Regions from separate parts of the Hordeum vulgare genome. Here region 1 is linked to region 2. The links are chromatin contacts, called in public Hi-C maps. All regions are on one chromosome and are shown on one strand. Each heading gives the region's core, a stretch centred on a gene start, on an enhancer-like site or on the middle of the called end of the contact. The rest is flanking DNA. Distances are from core to core; before and after follow the strand shown. Region 1 holds the start of LOC123442807 (tryptophan aminotransferase-related protein 2-like). Region 2 holds the start of LOC123442806.

Region 1 (2,703 bases), core at 45-2,544, 420 kb after region 2:
ATAACACAGATTACAATGTACATGACTAGTCTATTGGACAAACAAAAACACAATGTACTAACCTCAAGGGGGTAAGAATGAAACCCATTTTAACAGGTCATCCCTAAAACTAGCCTTAATTCTATGAGCTAGTAAGGAAATGTCATGCACAAAGTTTCTATTCCATGTGCTGAATCTAGGATGCTCATTTCTGAATACTTTAGCATTCCTTGTAGTCGAGATGTTCCAGCAGGCAGTGAGAACCACTTCAGTGAAGAAAGGTTTTTGGAAATCCCTCCTTGCACCTATGAAAATGTCCCACATGGAGCCCCCCTGCCAGTCAAATTGTAGGTAGTTCCACGCTCTCGTGCTAAACATGCAAGTGAAGAACAAATGATCCATGTCTTCCTTGATCCTTGCATGGCATAGAGCACACAGGTTAGACTCACAAACATTCCAGTGCCTTCTCTCGAGCATGTCCTATGTGTTTAACCTGTCCATGATCAGCATTGAGGAGAAAACCTTGATCTTCATTGTACAACAACTCTTCCAGATCCAGTTAAGTAAAGGATTGCCAGTGATTGGTTTGTGAACATGCATGTATTTTTTTGGTTGAGTACCCTTTTCCATCTTCCCCCCATAGCCAGACATCATTCCTTGAATGATCTCTGTGTAAATTCTGGATTAGGGTTTGCATAGTTTGTAACTCTTCAATAGCTCTTTTAGAGAGTGGCAGATGGAACAAGCTGGTCATGTCATTGCCTCAGAAAGGAGGAAAACCTCTTCAGCAGTGGAAAAAACATCAATTGCAAAAGAGAACAACCTCTGAAATCTGTGTGCCAAGGGTGTGTTGGAATTTTCTACCATTCAAAAATCTGACCAGAAACGAAAAGTGTCACTTTTTTTAAAAGGCAGAAAGTGTCACCTTTGTTTGGTTGTATGGATGTGACAACTCTCAAACTATCTAGCCTCTTGCATATATCTTTCTATCAAAAAGGGTCCACACAAAGTTGTATCTTTTGATACCGTGTCACTAAGCACTAGATTTTAGTGTGACGCTTCCTGTCGGCCACCACACAAAAGGTTATGTCAATAAATTTGTTTCGAACACGATTTACTTTGCGATTTTCTTGTGTGACATATCAGATTTGTCCATTTTACCCCAGATTTTCAGAATTTACTTCACATACATATAGGGGCCGCCTGTAATTCAACAATTGAATCTTTAAACACGCTGTCAATCATCATCCTCGCCGTTGCACACGGAAACAGAAAGAATATAAATAAAGCCGTGCAGTGCAGTGCAGTGCAGTGCAGTCGAGGCACCCAGACCCTGCTCCTCCCTCCACCTCCACCTCCACCTCCCTCTGCGCCACTACGCTGAAGCAGCTGCGCACTCTGCCTGTTCCATCGACCGTTCACATCGCACAGACGCTGCTTCTCTCTCCCAGCCCCACCTCCTCATCACTGCTCCAGTGCTTCAGCTGCTCAGATTCACAGAGCAACAGCAGAGAGAGTGGCAGGGCTCGGGCGTCAGTGAAGTCAGCCTCAGCGCTGGAGAGAGGGAGAGAAACAGGTGGGACTTCATTACTTGCCGTAACTAGTCAAGCAGCTCCGAGGTCCGAGCTCTGAACTGAACCCGTCGGTTTGGGCACCTCCGCTGAATCTTTCTCCCCCAAAAGCCGGCTGATTCCAGCCGATCGAAGAGCCCTTCTCGCCAAAAGACATCTGTTGTTGTTGTTGTTGTTGTGGTTCGTTGTTGTCGTTTTTCTTTTTAGTGGGCTGGTTCTCACACTAGAAAAGGCTTTGATTCCTCCGGGCGTCATGGCGCCGCCCCGGCGCCGCACGGCGGCGGAGTTCCAAGGGAACGGCGGCCTAATGCCGCCGTCGGTGCAAGTGTTCGCTTCTCCCTGCGGCAGCGGCGGCGGTGGCGCGGTGACCACGAACGGCAGCGACAAGTCGCTCCGGGGAAAGAAGCCAAGAGGCGATACCAGCGTACACTCCGCCACCAAGGACACCGGCCGGAGGCGGCCGGCGGGACGCATGCCACTTTGGCTGGTCGGCATCTTTGTCTCTCTCGCATTCAATGTCGCCGCGCTCCCGCTCCTACTCCAGCAGTACATCGTCAACCAGCCGCACCACCACCATCACGGTGTCATCTCTCCTGATCAGCAACAGCACGCCTGCGCCCCGCAGCCGGGCACGAGCGGCGCGACGGCGAGAGCGCCGTCCACCGGGAAACCAGCAGTTACTTCGGATTCGGTTATTAACCTCGACCAGTTAAGTCTCTGTTCCTTGATTCTTTTTTCCCCGTGGTAAATTTTTGCAGTAAAAATACTATCTGTAATTTGACGAGCCGGCAATGGGTCCTCTTCCCCGCGGAGCATGTCCTTGTTCAGTGTCAATGTCAAGGAGGAATGAACTCCGATCTTGGGGCGGTCGATGCCAGATTCATCCGCCGTGCATGCACCTGTCGCCATGATTTTGCTCTCATTTTCGCAACTAGTCTATTTCCGCCATCGAAGCAGCACCACATGAGCTCGAATCATGGTTGATGGCCGCCCGCGCCCGAATCTGTTCCCAATTTCGTTCTAAAAAAACCCTCCGAATCTGTTCTCACCTTTGTTTTTAAAAACCCTCCGAATCTATTCCAATCTCATTTCATATACAAAGTTGCAAACGCGTTTGACATTCGTTCTGTCGGCTGCAGCGGGGACCCGACCA
Region 2 (2,700 bases), core at 12-2,511:
CGTCAACACTATGAGATGCGGCAAGATGAGACGAGGAGCTGGAGACGACCGGCGCTGGATGACATATTTTTCTGTCCACGCCTAGCTCAGACAGGAAATATTTCTTGACCTGAGACACGCATGCTTGGATCTGGAACAACTCCAGGGCAGGGGTATGTTCTACTGCAGCACCAACTTGAACGAACAACAGGGCTTGTCATCTGCAGGAGAGAAGCAGGAGCACCAAGGGGGCATGAGGAAACCGCATCAAATGAACAGAGAGAAACCAAAAATTATCAATACATCCATCCCCTTACCCAAGTAAGTACTCCATCTATTCCTAAATACTTGTCTTTTTAAAGATTCAACTATGGACTACATACGGAGCAAAATGAATGAACTTACACTCTAAATTATGTCTATATACATCCGTATGTAGTTCGTAGTGAAATCTCTAGAAAGACAAATATTTAGGAGCGGAGCGAGTATATAGCACATTTTTCTAATTAATTACTGTACAAAATGTCAGAATGCATCTCACTTAATGTCTAGCTGTATGAACTAGTACTAGAATTCAGTAACAACGATCTCCAAGAGAGACACAGGCAAAACAAGCTACAGACGCATGGCTTTGTTCAAACACGAGAACCTTGATGAACGTTAGCATTACCAGGATTGGCATTTCAAAATGACATCTTTCTCCACTCCTAGCTCGGATAGGAAATGTTTCTTCAGCCGAGACACGCATACTTGGATCTGGAACACCTCCTGCATCACCAACTTCAGCGAACAACGGTGCACACTGGATTTTCATCTGCAGCACCAACAGAGCAACAAGGGGTGCGTGAGGAAACCACATCAAATTGAACAAGGAGTAAGAAAAAGAGGGAGAGAGGTGCGGGGAGGAGAAGAGGGGCGAGGGGGGGTCACCTTGACGAGGTCCATGGCGTGGTCGGAGCAGCGGACGAGGGGCGGCCGGAGAAGAAGCAGCCGCTACTCCTCTCGCGGCGCGCGACCTCCGTCGCGGATAAGGAAGCAGCGGCGTGGAGCTCCTGTCCATCTCGCCAATGAGTCCGAGCTCGTCGCCGGCTGCGACGGCGACGACGCCGACGGCCGGAGCAGCAGGAGGATGAAGACCCTGCAGAGGCTGTACCGCGTAGAGCGCCGTGCTCCCCGGCTCGGCTGCCGCAACCGGCACGGGGTCGTGTTGATGTTGGGAGCGCACCGACGAAAACGACGACGACGAAACGGTACAGCGCGTTATCCACTCGAGCTGACGGTGGTCCCCTCTGACGCGCGGGACCAGGATAACGTGGAATACAGTGGAGTACGCGGTACCGCGGGTCATGTATCGTCGGGACTGTGGTTTCAACCTTACCGACTGTATTGACGACGTATTTTCGTGCATCGAGACCGTATTGAAGCATTTCGCAAGTACGAGGACTGAATTGGACAGCACCAGCAAGTACCAGGACTAAACGTGCAATTATCTCTGATCTGGCGGCCTGATTCTCTCGTGTGGTGGGGCGCATGGCCGAGGAGGCCCACCAATGGCTTGTCCATGCGCTGTTGCCGTCCGCATCGTCGGTGCCTGTCCCCATCGACCGTCCGCATCGTCGGTTCCCGTCCTCGCCGGTCGCCTGCATCATCGGTTCCAACCTCCGTCTGTCGTCCTCATCGCCTATCGTCATGGCTGGGGCACGTGCATATACAAGTGTTGCAACCGTCATCTAAAAGAGCTTCAATCATAGACAAAGAAAGCTTCAATCGACTGTGCACAGCAAGGAAAGCTGCAACCGTAGTTGCACTTTGCTACTACCGGCTAATTTTTTTGCTACATCCATCAAGGTTGACCTATGACCTAGCGATGGCTGCGACATTTTTCCTGCAAACGTAGTTGCACTTTGCTACTACAAACGAACTTTTTTGCTACATCCATCAAGGCGGTGTTCGACCTCGCGACGACATCGACGATGATTTTTGCTGCAACCATAATTGGATTTTGCTACTACCGTTGAACTTTTTTGCTACATCCATTCAACGACGTTGAATTACTGGTGGCCGCCGCCGACGCAATTCCGTTTAGTGACTAGCGAGCATCAATGCCGAGGGGCGGCGGAGGAGCTACAACAGTCGCGGGTGAGAGCTGCAACCACAGGTACAGTTGTTGCACGTGTTGAGACGACGACAAGGACAACTGACGAGGGTGGGGACCGATGACGAGGAGGGACGGAGAGGATGTGGACCGGCGACGAGGACGACCGACGAGGGTGGGGACTGGTGACGAGGACAACCGCCAGAGGAGATCGGAGGCGCGGTGACGAGAACCCCAAACGGGAGCTGCGGATCCAACCCGAGGAAGACGAAGTCGAGGAGATTTTTTTGCCTAGATCCGATAATCACATGGCTCGCATCCAACGGGTGGGACATGACCGACGGAAACTTTTCGGCCGGCGCACCGGCGCCTACCAGTCCTTTACGCTCACACACGGTAGCTTTGGTCCTTATCATCTTACAAGATCGAGCAAGTATGCATTATTTTAAGTTGTATGATTTCCTTAACATGTGTTTTATCTCTTCACTTATATATCTCTTGTAACCCTCCTTGGCGGAGTCATCATAAGGCCTATCTATAGGTTACCATGCTCAAAGTTCTCAGCCGCCAGCCCGTCAGGTTACCAGGGAGCAAAAACTGAATCCCTAGGCATCATACATCTGGCA

Evidence for each region. Hi-C and Micro-C count contacts between places; a contact is called where the count stands out from the background.
Region 1: a Hi-C map of seedling shows a contact between it and region 2, with 4 times the contacts expected there. The contact joins the promoter of LOC123442807 here to the promoter of LOC123442806 in region 2. A contact is called at or near these places in 2 of 6 Hi-C or Micro-C datasets (leaf and seedling) and 1 of 1 datasets of contacts at active chromatin or transcription factors (embryo).

Annotation. Positions count from the first base shown.
Region 1 is chr3H:33,354,735-33,357,437 of MorexV3_pseudomolecules_assembly, forward strand. It overlaps LOC123442807 (tryptophan aminotransferase-related protein 2-like), which reads left to right and starts at 1,295. Exons shown (of 5, transcript XM_045118956.1): 1 at 1,295-2,258; 2 at 2,690-2,703. The coding sequence starts at 1,804.
Region 2 is chr3H:32,931,047-32,933,746 of MorexV3_pseudomolecules_assembly, forward strand. LOC123442806 reads right to left here and starts at 1,262. Exons shown (of 3, transcript XM_045118955.1): 1 at 910-1,262; 2 at 650-793; 3 at 1-200. The coding sequence starts at 924. The coding sequence ends at 87.